Regions from separate parts of the Mus musculus genome. Here regions 1, 2 and 3 are each linked to region 4. The links are chromatin contacts, called in public HiChIP or PLAC-seq and promoter capture Hi-C maps. All regions are on one chromosome and are shown on one strand. The core of a region is the stretch at or near the end of the contact, and the rest is flanking DNA. Distances in the headings are between cores, read along the strand shown. Region 1 has its middle 6.7 kb from the start of Gm51577. Region 2 has its middle 25 kb from the start of Gm33103. Region 3 holds the start of Lpl (lipoprotein lipase). Region 4 holds the start of Sh2d4a (SH2 domain containing 4A).

Region 1 (2,863 bases), core at 122-2,621, 570 kb after region 4:
ATTTACAATGGAGGATGCAGTTAAATAGCAGAAAACCTACCCACATCTATACCCCTAGCCCCTCAAACACACACACACACACACACACACACACACACACACACACTCCAGCAGCAGAAACTTGGAATTACTCTGTATATGTAAAAACATTCACACCCATACTTTCTTTCTTGCCCCTGAGATCATGAGTGTATTATAATTCAGTAGCCCAGTTAATATACTTCACAGTAGTGCTAAGTCATGCTCCAAATGTGACCTCTCCAAAGTGAACAAATGATATAGCTATTTCATGTTTTATATTCTTGCTTTTGCCCTCTAGTACAGCAGGACTACACACTTACCTCACCTATTCCTTACAGGATGCCTGAGAGACTTTATTACCCTGATTTTATGGCCAGAACATAGGACTCAGTCTCAGAAATCTCTTAGGGTCCCACAGTAATAACAAAATCGTTTGAAAATCTAGAATTGCCAGATGCAAGAATTGAGTGAGAGGAAACATGGCATCAAATGACAGATACAGACCGTCTCAGGGCCAAGTGCTCTGTGTGTGTGTGTGTGTGTGTGTGTGTGTGTGTGTGTGTGTGTGTGTGTGTGTGTGTATTTTGTTTTTGAGACAGGGTCTTATCATGTAGCCCTGGCAAGCCTGAAACTCTGAATGAGACCAGGCTGGCCTTGAACTCACAGAGATCTGCCTGGTTTTGCCTCCTGAGTGCTGGGATTAAAGGCATGCACCAAGGTTCTTCTTAGAAACTCGGGCCATCCCAGACCTGCTATCCTCTGATGAATTTGAAACGTTTTCATCATTTCTAGCATTTTCATCATTTCTAGCATTTCAGTGCCCCCTATAATTAGCTCTCTGTAATTAGATGCTCTCTTTACATCTAGAAGCTTCCACAGTATCTAATCCAGGGATAGTGATTCTTTTCCTATTAAATAACACTAGGAAAACAGATTCAGAATTTAGCATCAGGAAATGTGTCATAATCATTGTCACTCATTGGTGGACCAGGTGCCCCATGAAGAGAAGGTGGCTTACACAGTCAGCAGCGTCATTCCAAATCACCTTTAATGGCATTTATGAAGATCCTAAAGAAGACACACTTGAGGGTTTGCTGGAAGATGTGGAAAGACTGGCAAGATGTTTACAAATACTGAACCGCGAGGGAGCACCTGCCCTTCCGGTCCTCCACTGTGAACCTCGAGGAAGCACCTGCCCTTCCGGTCCTACACTGTGAACAGTGAGGTAGCACCTGCCCTTCCGGTCCTACACTGTGAACTGTGAGGGAGCACCTGCCCTTCCGGTCCTACACTGTGAACCTCGAGGAAGCACCTGCCCTTCCGGTCCTCCAGTGTGAACAGTGAGGGAGCACCTGCCCTTCCGGTCCTCCACTGTGAACCTCGAGGAAGCACCTGTCCTTCCGGTCCTTCACTGTTAACTGTGAGGGAGCATCTGCTCTTCCGGTCCTACACTGTGAACTGTGAGGGAGCACCTGCCCTTCCGGTCCTACACTGTGAACCTCGAGGGAGCACCTGCCCTTCCGGTCCTACACTGTGAACTGTGAGGGAGCACCTGCCCTTCCGGTCCTACACTGTGAAATCCAACTAAATTGTAAAAGAATACAAAAGGCAAAAAGTATAACTCCTGCCTTATTTGTATATTTCAGATGTCCTGGTCAGGCACGGAGATACCAGATGAATCTCTGAAAAGTGTTTCAGCGTCTAACCAAACAGGAGTCCAGAAATGGCCAAGAAGTCAGATGCAGAAAGGGAGAATACAATTAGGTCTGTGCTTAGGGATAGAGACCTACTAGATTCATGATTGGGAGCTGCTAAAGGTTCCCAGGTTACTGCAGGGCAGATAGCATTGCTTAAAGAAAGTCTGCAGGCAAGGCTCCAGAGTTCACCTCGCAGCTGAGGGCATGATCTTAAACAAACTCTGAGTCTCTCCCTTCCTTCTTACCTGCAGCAGGACACACACACACACACAGATTTGGGGTTGAACCTAGTAACAGCTCTGGAGTTAGTAAGTTAGAATTTTACACTAAATTTTGTTCTAACATTCGGGCTGTATGGAAATTTCTTTGTTTTCAACACTTGCATGGAGTTTGAAATGTCAAGCCATTGTGAAAATGTAGTCCCCAGCCTAGCAGTGCTTAGCCAATAAGGCAAACAGCAACACATGTGAATTGAGTAAGATAAGGACTTTTAAAATAGAACAATCTTGCCCCATAGAACTTGTGTCACTGTGAAGACTGAGAAACAGTGAAGAACCATTTCTTATAGTTTCCCAATAGTCGTAGAAAAGGTTAAATAAAAGGGACAAATTGCCTAAGACTATTCATCTCCAAAACTCCAAGTGGCAGTCACATACAGCGGTTATCTGAACCCAGAAATCCTGAAACAAAAAGCTACTGTTTGCTGGAGCTTGGTGCCACGAAAAAGTAAATCTACAATGTGAACTAAGGAAATGGAGAATTCCTTTGGTGAGTATATAGCACATGTGGCTATAGAACTGTGAGCAGGGATAGCACAGGAGACCAAGGGCAGACCAGGTTCGCAATATGCTGTTATTAATCATTATTAGCAATAACTCTTTCCCTATAGTGTTCTATAATTGAAAAAGCATGTTCATACATTGTCTTGAGACTCAGCAAACGTGGAGGTAGATAGGAGAGTCTTATGTGGTAAGGCACCAGTCTCAACACCCCACCGAAACCAATGGTCATAATTTACAAAAGTTAACACAAAACCCCCTACAGTTCACATGACTGTGTGTATCGTGAAGCCAGCTGACAGCCACCTTCCTACTTTCCAGTCCCAGAAAGAATCAACTCACACACTCCCAAATCCAAGTGGATGC
Region 2 (2,980 bases), core at 217-2,716, 750 kb after region 4:
CACTGGAACCCAGCAGCTGTCTCTAATTGATAACCACTTTGCAAATAAAAATAAAATTTGTTTCCTCGGAGGGAGTCTCACTGGGGAAACAAACCTCTCTTAAGGGTAGGCCCCATGGCCAGCAGTAGACGGCCGACACAAAACAACTCAGAAGCATCTTTGGAGGCTTCTTGTCTCGTAATGTCCTGATTAGGGCTTTTCCTCTTCTTCTTCTTCTTTTTTTTTTTTTAATTTTATCTTGTTTTTTATTTTTATTTTATTTTGTCTCCCCAACCCAGGTCCTTCGCATATATACTAGGTTTCCAGTTTATTGTTTTTGTTTTTTTTTTCTTATTGTTTTTGGTTTTTGAGGCAGTGTTTCTGTGTAGCCCTGGCTGTCCTGCAGCTCATATAGATTAGCTGGCTTCAAACTCAGAGATCTGCTTTACTCTGCCTCCTGTGTGCTGGGATTAAAAGTGTGTGCCACCACATCTGGCCAGTTTACTGGTTTTATGAGATTCTGAGTATGCAAATAACAAGTGGATCTATTTCTTATGCTTTTAATTTTTTTTGTGTGTGTGAAGAGCTCTTTTCTTCTGTTTTGTGTTTTGTCCTATTCCAATGTTAGCTTTGGTTTTATCTTATTATATTTTTTTACTATCCCTTAAAGGTCCCTTTGTTTTCTAATAAACAACAGAAATGGAATAGATCCAGCTGGGAAAGGAAGTGGGAAGGGCTGAGGAGGAGGAAGAAGAGGAAGAAGAGGAGGAGAGGAGGAGGAAGAAGAAGAGGAGGAGGAGGAGGAGAGAAAACTTTTATCAGGACACATTATGTGAGAAGATAATCTATTTTAAATAAAAAGGAAATGCCAAAATTAATTAATTAATTAATTAATTAATTAATTAATTAAAAACAAAAAATAAAAGTATATAATTCTCTGATTTTTCTTAAGCTTTCATCCTCTTTACATACATGCATGTGTGTATATGTCTGTATTTATTTTTCTATTGCTACTAGAACAAATCCTACAAACTCAGTGGCTTAAAACAATACATCTTTTTCAAAACTCTTACTGTTCTGTAGAATAGAAATCCAAAATAAATGTCGCTGGGCTAAAATCCACGAGATGGCAGGAGGCACTCTTCTGCAGGATCAGAGTTCTGAAGAATCTGTGTCTGCGCTTTTCCCAGCTATCTGAGACCCCCATGTTCTCACAGCCCCTTCCACCTTCAGAATCCTTCTGACCCTTCTCTGGCCACACTTCACACTCGCACATTGGCTGGGACAGGTTCCCTTCCCTTAAAGATTCCATTTCTTAGATACAATCTGTCTCCTTCTCTCCCCCGCCCCCAACCCAACCCCAGAATCTGAAGACATATAATCACACCTGTAAATTTCCATGTTGTTGAGGCTCAGGCAAAGATACCCTGGGATGGTGCTTTGATCCACTATCAGGCCTGAGAAGTTGCTCAGAATGCAGGTTCCTCTGACCTTGTCTGCTTTCTCTCCTGAGCACAGGAACAGGCTCACTCTGGAACTCACTTATCTGACCAAAGGGAGAAGTGCAATTGTCTTAAAAACCTCTCCCTAAGCATCCCATCAAATAACCAGGGAAGATTAACTACTGGGGACAGAGACTAGCCATCTCCACACCTCCTGCCCAGACAGCTTTTCCAGTTTTTCCTCTCTAGCACATGGATGAACTCCAGCGCTGAGCTGCACCTCCAGCCTCCCCACCCCCTTGCCTTTTCATCTATTCTTCTGAGGACAACTCCTGGAGATTGCTCAAGAGCCTTTATCTACCCACCCCGCCAACCTTTGTTCCTCTCGCACATTCCTTTCCCTACCTCTCCCACTGCTTGCTGACAACACCCTCCCCTCCCGAGGATTCCAAGCTTCTCCCTATCCGAGTCTCCTTTCTTCTCTACAGCTGGAGAATTATGAAAGACTTGACCATCAGATCCTTTAGAGGAGACTAATCCTTTGTTCTGGTTTTGCCCAGTCATACACTCCCTCCTCTGCTCCTTGCAGCAACACGGGACAGCCAGAGTAAGTTTGTTACTAAGACACATAAAGGCTTTTCCATGGCAGACACCATCCAGATTAAGTCTGGACTCTAGGCTTCTGTCCATTGTATATATCTTGGTTATCTCCTAAAGGAATGTGCCAGAAACAATCTACCAATGTCTACCAAACATTACTCAAAAGCAGACAGCATTAACAAGGATAACTGGCTTAAAAGAGAAGGTGCTCAGACTTGGGAGCCAAGTTGGTCTGAGTTCAATAAGGCTCTGCTATTTGTTGTACGAGAAGTGACTATCTGAAATCAAGCTGATCATTTTACATCTGACTCAGTTTTTCATCTGCACAATGGTACCATCATGCCAAATCCAGCAGGATGAAGTGAGAGGCCCTTTAAGAGTACCACATATCATGAAGTTCTAACTGAAAAGGAATCTTAGTTGAGAAATGGATGAAAGTCAATATTTCTTTGAAAGTCAACACAATTAATTAATGGGGACAGAACGCAGAGGTTTGTAGGAGTGGGTGAGTCACCGGGAAGAAGTGTGAGGAGACTGTTGTCTTTGAAGGCTTACAAGTGTATGCTTTCTTTATCAGAAAAGTATATATATATATATATAAAACAAATTTATCAGTACTCACTCAAAACTTACACATGTTGGATGTGTTACACTCCAATTATTTAAAAAAAAATTGAAGAGGAGAGAAGCAAAGGAGAAAAGAGTATTTTCCCAAAAAACACTTGGGAAGCTGGGAAGCTGGGTGGGTGAGGAAATCTTAGCTCGGGAGACAAGACAATGATCTCAGCTCTCTAACCCTGCCCACCACACCCTTCTAAGTGTCCTTGTACCACTTGTGGGTTTTGGAGCCTAAGGAAGAGGGAGAGAGCCTCATGCAGAAACTAGGACAACTTTTCTGCTGGCACAGATATGAGCATGCAGAGTAAAAGCAGATGAGCTCATGAAAGGGAAAGTTGGTG
Region 3 (3,092 bases), core at 582-3,081, 600 kb after region 4:
TGGAAATCTGTGCACCGTACTGGTCATGCAAAGTGACAATATAGGCCAGTATAAGTCAGGTTCACATATTATAGAAGCAGCTTCAACAAACCATAGATAAGTATTTATCTCTGGACTCTTGAGTGCTTTCTGTGATCAGTTAACTGGAGAGGCATTTTTAAAATGCATTGTGTTAGATGCCCCTTTGCCCCTTTATTAATCTCATAAAATCTTGAAGTTCTCTGAAAGTTCCAGGTAGCAGTGCAGGTCGGTTTGGAGTCTGATCAAATGACTTTTAAGCTTGAAATTCGGCTGTGTGGCTATTCTAGATAAAACACAAAGCATTTCTACACTTCTGTTTTTATGTCTTTTATGCCACTGCCATGTTTTAAAATTAGAGCTTCCTATATACTTCTTTCAGAGGTTGGCCATATTCTAGTTATGTGCCCTGGAGTATCTCTGCCATTTCCAAAGTTGTTCAGTGGGGTTTCGCTCTTGCCAACTTTCAAGATCCACCACATGCGTTGGAGCCAGTAATGAACGTGGATGATGCATTGCTTAGCGATTGCAGTGCAAGATGAGATGGCGAGACATCTGGCTGGAATTCATCTACACAACAGCATGTTTGGCTTTTATCTGATAGTTGTGAGAAATTTAAAAAGCGGGCTTATATTAAAGTATATAGTTTTTGATCCCCTTAACCTCCAAGGGTGTGTGTGTGTGTGTGTAGAGAGAGAGGGAACCATCCTAAAAATATTGAGATCAGTAAAGAGAACTAATTTTTTGAGGTGGTTTCTCAGCATTAAGGTGGGGAATTTAATGTTTATTGGTTTTTTTTTCTAGCTAATCAGCACCCTTTTCATTTAAAAAGATACTTGCAGATGAGCACAGTATATGATGTGCTTTTATTTTTCTTGCTTTTCTACAAACATGTGCTAGTCCACTTTGCAAAAGCTCAGTATTCACCCTTGCAAAGTACAATTTAATATCAACGCATCAACATAGCTGAACAATGATAAGCATAATGGAATTTGGAATATTTCTATCATGCTCCTCACCCTGCCCCCACACTCCTAGCACCCCATATCCCCTCGCCCTGGAACATCACTAATCTATGGACTGTCTTTGTAGGTTTGGAATGGTCATTTGGCATGGCCTCTCCCACTGAAAATCCAGGATAGCTTAAAATGTTTGACCATGACTTTCTGCCTCTGAAAATAGATGTTATTCTTGAGTTTCTTGCTGAATTAAAGGATCGAGTACAATTTACATAAGGCAAAAATTAGAAACTAGTTAAAGCAAGTGGGTCTTTTCTTCTACTACAGAAGGAGACCCATATTGCCAAGATACAAAGCAGACCGTGCAGGCACCATGCGCTGAGCAATATGTGTCCTAAGGTCCCTTTGGCGCGTGGGGACCTGTGGGTGGGTGGGGGAGGGTGTGCGTTTGAAAGGATCTCTCAAGTTTAACAAAGATTTATCAAAAGGTTGTATGTGTGTGAGTGTGAAAGTGTTAGGTACACGCTGTTTAAGAGCAAAACTTCTTCCCCTTAGAAAACGGATCGTAGACTACTCAACATAAATCAGTGTAAACCCCTCCTCTCTGCCTCTATAGGGGTCCCTAGGGACCAGATTCCTCCCGGTAGGCAAACTGGAGTCTAAACAACAAGCAAGCTTTCCTTCCTGCCCTTTCCCCTTCTTCTCGCTGGCACCGTTGAGCCTCGTTACCGTTTGCTCAAATATTTGGAAGTGCATTTAGAGTCCTCCCCCCAACTTATGATTTTATAGCCAATAGGTGATGAGTCTTATTTGCATATTTCCAGTCACTTAAACAGCTGTGCAGTGGAAACAGTGTCAGACTCTCGATTTCTCCTCCTACTCCTCCTCCGAGGAATTCTGCCCCTTGTAACTGTTCTGCCCTCCCCTTTAAAGGTTGACTTGCCCTACGGCGCTCCACCGCGCTCCAGTCCTCTTGCGCCTCCTGCTCAACCCGCTCCTGACTGCCCCACGCCGCGTAGTTCCAGCAGCAAAGCAGAAGGGTGCACCGGGAGATGGAGAGCAAAGCCCTGCTCCTGGTGGTCCTGGGAGTTTGGCTCCAGAGTTTGACCGCCTTCCGAGGAGGGGTGGCCGCAGCAGACGGTACGTTTTTCGCGCCAACTCCCCCTACCCCCACCTGCAGACCCGGACAGGACCACTTTTTCTCCATCTGAAGATGGGAGGGAGAAAGTTGGAAGTACGTGCATGCACTGGGACTCCCAGGCGCAGTAAATTCCCGGGAAGGGTGGCTGGAATGGAATCCAGGAGGAGAAGGGAGAGACTCTGCCTCCCATCACGCTACGGCGACTCTGGGTTCCCGCTTTTTTTTCCTTTCTCCTGAGTTCCCACTCGGTCTCCTGCTCTCTCCCGCCGACTGCCATCGCAGGGAACGGCTGGGGCGTGGGGTGTGGAGCCTAGGATGGGGAGACGCAGAGGCCGAGCAAAGCTGTAGTGACCGGTGGTGACCTCCCTATAGGGAATAGGGGTGCTGAATGCAAGGCACGCGGGCCAAAGTGACCCTAACTTTGCTGGGACTGCGGGTCAGACCCCTCTAGAAGCGGGAAGAGTGAATCGAGGGTGCAGGTGGGAGGACGCGTTGTGTGCATTCCAACTGTACAGGGCGCTGTCGCTCTCGGCGGGGGGTTGTGAGCTACAGTGAAAGTGGGAGTGCGCGGTGGCGCCCGGGAACGCGTGGCGCAGAGTCCTGGAAGCTGGCGTCCTGCAAGCGTTCCTGTGCTCGGCTTAGCTCAGTACTCAAGAAAGCCCAGAAATGAACCTACCCTCCAGAAAACGAGGTTCAGCCACCAGCCGACTGGAGCCTGTGGCTTGGAGGTTGCCAGTTCAGCTCTGTGTCCTTTCCTTGCTGTCCCAGGAGAGGCTCGCCCTAAGGGAGGCGCTCAGCTAGCTGAGAGCACATGGGATTCTCTAGAGCCTAAGGGAGATCGCTTTCAACACTAGGTGAAAAAAAAAAAAAAAGCGGCCACCTCCACGGCTCTGCCTGCTCTCTGCCTAGAGAAGACTAGGGTCAGTAGCAAGTTGCTTTATGGCCTTGAAGTCGAGACCTGCCCACAATTGAGA
Region 4 (3,045 bases), core at 234-2,733:
AATCCTTGCCACTACCACACACTAGCCTGGGAAATAGAACACCACCACTTCTGCTGTTTTCTACTGAGCACACAGACCGATACCTGGTACAGCAATGGCCTGCATGCTTTGACCAGGATAATTGCTCATAGCCTCAATCCAGGTAAGGTGAGACACAAAAATTCATAGCCTTGGTATAAAGTAGGAACACGAATTTACAGTATCTGATGTGGAGTAATAGGAGCAAATGCATTTGAATATTGCGTGCCAGAAATGGTTCTGAACACTTTGTGCAAGAGCCTCTATCTATTCAATAGTCTCTGGCATGCAGTAAGTATCCAAACATATTAGGGCCAGCCATGCTCTGAGCACTTTGCATGCATTATCTCACTTGAGCCTCACAAGAATTGAATCAGCCAGGCACTGCTGATATCGTGAATGGCAAACTGTAAGGCTAAATGTAAGGGGGAGAGCTGTCATCAAGAAAGGCTTGTCAGGACTTGGAGACAGAATGAGTCTGGAGGAGGGTACCTAGTGATAGCATCAGTGTCCCATGGGCCCCTGAGCTGGCTGATAGCCAGCTTGTACAGCTCCTTAGTTTCCAGAGAGTGTGAGGACACGTGCTGAGCAGATACCACCAGTAGGCAGAGGAGGACAGAGCATTCTAAGGCACCTCATCTGGCCACCCAGTTCAGTACAGTGGAGAGTAAGCTTCGGGCCGGGAGTCCTTGCCTGAGTGGATCTCAAGCACAATTCCCAAATGGCTGAGTCGTGTTTCCTGAGAGTGTAGGGTGTAACTCCTGGCTGTAAGGTTTTCCAACTCAAGGGTTTTCTGCGGTTGTGAAAGCCTAAGATAAACAATGTTTGGGTCCAGCATGCCAGGCTCCTAAATCGATTGGACAGGGTGTATAAAGTCACACCGTGTTTCTTGTTTATAAGACTTCTCTCTAACCTCCACAGTCTGAGGTCCTGTGTCATCCCTCCGCACCTCTCAGCCCTGTTTTCTCCCCACATCCCTAACGTTCCTCACCCGTGGAAAAGGCTGGTCCACCTTTCCACTCGGCTCAGCTTTCCTCCCTCCCACGTATGCTTAGGCTTCATTGGTGCTCTGTGCCATCCGGGCCCTGATCTGTTAGTCACAGGGGACTTCCACCTTTTTCCCCCTTTCATGTTTCTCTCCCTGGCTGCCCCTGTCCCTAGTGCCTTCAGCCTGCAGCATTCCAGTCTTTCTCTTCCTTGATCATGCTCGGTAAAGCCACACCTGGAGTCACAAATGCTTCAGAGTTTGATAATTTACTTAATGTCAACAAAAGAGAAGGAAAAAGTAAGCTGTAGAATGCAGGGGCAGAACTACAGCCAACTTGGCCTGCAGGACCCAGGTTCCCAAATGGGCCTTGCCTGCCTCCGCAGGCTCCACCTACAAGTCAAATGTGGAAGGGGCCGGACTATTGTAATTAATAAGTCCCACAGACCCCCACTGAGGTGGTAAGGCAAACTACCCCAGACTGTAGACAGCGCTCTAGATTAACCAAGGACTAGTGGCCTTGCTGTCACTGGACCAAGGCAGCCAAGCTTGCCTACTGGCCCTGGAGCGCCTCCAGCACCCGGGTGGGGCCTTGAGGGAGCGCCCAGTCAGTCACCCCAGCATGTGGGCGCGGCGGGGCGGGCCAGGGCTGCGATCTGGACGCTGAGTGTCCTTCTGGTCCCGAGTGTTTGTCCAGACAGCCCGCGCGGCTGGGTCTCTGGGAGGCTGGGTCTCTGCTTGTCCTCCCTTCTCTTCCCGGACAGTTGCTGTAGGCAATCTGGAGGTGGCAGGTGCTTGGGTCACCTTGCTCCGGGTACTGAGCAGGTAGGTGACCGGGTCGGGTAAAACGCTGGAGCATGGAGCCAGGCAGAAGGGTGAGCGAGGAGTGGGAACCAGCAGGTGAGTCTCTAGAGCGAAGGGTAAAGCACAGAGGACAGGGACAGGAGGAGACCCTGGTTCCCGCGGTCAGGCTGTTCACCTGTCCCTCTGGTCCCTCCTCCACCGCGCGCAGGGCGAGCTCGGGTGCCCAGAGGAACCGACCGCCACAGCTGTGGGTGTCCGATGTCTCGTGTAGGGTGTCCAGTATCGGCAGCCGGGGCCGGGCGAGTGGCGGCCCTAAGAATAGAGGGCTTGTGATCATTATACTAAGAGTCTCCAGTGGGAGGAGAATCGGAGGCAACTTGGAGTCTTTCAGGGAAGTCATGGTGCCCGGGCGGTGTGCATGCACGCGTGGTGAGTGCTTACACTGGCCGGGGCAGGTGCAGCTGCGGAAGCAACCTGCGAGGGTCGGGGCCACGAAGCAGGTGCTGGGTGCCTGCAACAGTACCCACAAATCAGCGGAGGTCCAATCACTGGGCAGTGCCATGTGGTCTCTCCTGGCCCGGAGGTGACCTTCCAGACAGAGTCCTGAAACCTGTTTCAGCCCACGCAGAACTCTATTAGAGAGCTCCCCGCGCGGGGACACCCTCCCGCGGGCGCCCTCACGTGGTACAGAGAGCAGCGGGCTCGTCCCCTCCCTATGGTTCTGGGTCAAGGCTCAATCTAAAATCAGCCTAGCAAGAACTTTCCTCAACAAAAGTAAACCATCCGCAGCCACTCCTGCCCTGGGGGGTTCATGGGCCCTAGGTGGAGTCACTCACTGTTTGCAGATTTTCTCAATAGTGTTTCTCTTCACTATGGCCCTAGAGAAGCAGGGATAACCAGCTACATCTTGCTCAGTTCCCTGACAAGCTTCTCTTGTTTGTGGAACGAAACAATGTATTTATAATTTTTAATTTAATAAATAAGTGGAAGAAATACTTAGGTGAAGATTGGGCACAAATGGACTTGTCTAGTTATATCTGTGAAATACTTCAATCTCGAGAGCATTTACAGAACTTCCAGCTGCTCTCACCACTTGCAATTTATTTTATTTTCAAAATCATCAAGTAAATTAATGAGAAAAAAAAAATCGAACAATCCGAAGCCTGTCCACAGAGCTAGCTGTTTAAAGAATAGATAGAACTTAATCTAAATTCTTAACTTTAGGGATATATGTACTA

What was found. Promoter capture Hi-C pulls out the DNA fragments that hold promoters and counts their contacts. HiChIP or PLAC-seq counts read pairs in DNA pulled down with a chosen protein or histone mark.
Region 1: a promoter capture Hi-C map of liver shows a contact between it and region 4, with 2.5 times the contacts expected there. The contact joins the enhancer-like site here to the promoter of Sh2d4a in region 4. A contact is called at or near these places in 8 of 39 promoter capture datasets (the 3T3-L1 cell line, the C10 cell line, HPC-7-derived erythroid cells and 5 more) and 1 of 9 other capture datasets (adipose tissue).
Region 2: an H3K27ac HiChIP or PLAC-seq map of embryonic stem cells shows a contact between it and region 4, with 4 times the contacts expected there. The contact joins the enhancer-like site here to the promoter of Sh2d4a in region 4. A contact is called at or near these places in 11 of 39 promoter capture datasets (HPC-7-derived erythroid cells, cranial neural crest, embryonic stem cells and 7 more), 7 of 115 datasets of contacts at active chromatin or transcription factors (embryonic stem cells, extraembryonic endoderm stem cells and stem cell-derived neural progenitor cells) and 2 of 9 other capture datasets (adipose tissue and embryonic stem cells).
Region 3: a promoter capture Hi-C map of stem cell-derived epiblast-like cells shows a contact between it and region 4, with 3 times the contacts expected there. The contact joins the promoter of Lpl here to the promoter of Sh2d4a in region 4. A contact is called at or near these places in 9 of 39 promoter capture datasets (the 3T3-L1 cell line, HPC-7-derived erythroid cells, embryonic stem cells and 4 more).

What each region holds. Positions count from the first base shown.
Region 1 is chr8:68,846,745-68,849,607 of GRCm38.p6, forward strand. No RefSeq gene overlaps it. Among named protein-coding and RNA genes, the nearest start is that of Gm51577, 6.7 kb to the right of the region's middle. Within about 2 kb of position 1,372, at least 17 of the 459 cell types and tissues checked have an H3K27ac peak or open chromatin away from gene starts, as enhancers often do. A contact at or near this core is called in adipose tissue, where this site is marked.
Region 2 is chr8:69,026,140-69,029,119 of GRCm38.p6, forward strand. No RefSeq gene overlaps it. Among named protein-coding and RNA genes, the nearest start is that of Gm33103, 25 kb to the left of the region's middle. Within about 2 kb of position 1,467, at least 43 of the 459 cell types and tissues checked have an H3K27ac peak or open chromatin away from gene starts, as enhancers often do. A contact at or near this core is called in embryonic stem cells, extraembryonic endoderm stem cells and stem cell-derived epiblast-like cells, where this site is marked.
Region 3 is chr8:68,878,724-68,881,815 of GRCm38.p6, forward strand. It overlaps Lpl (lipoprotein lipase), which reads left to right and starts at 1,832. Exons shown (of 10, transcript NM_008509.2): 1 at 1,832-2,117. The coding sequence starts at 2,030.
Region 4 is chr8:68,275,045-68,278,089 of GRCm38.p6, forward strand. Sh2d4a (SH2 domain containing 4A) reads left to right here and starts at 1,484. Exons shown (of 9, transcript NM_028182.1): 1 at 1,484-1,828.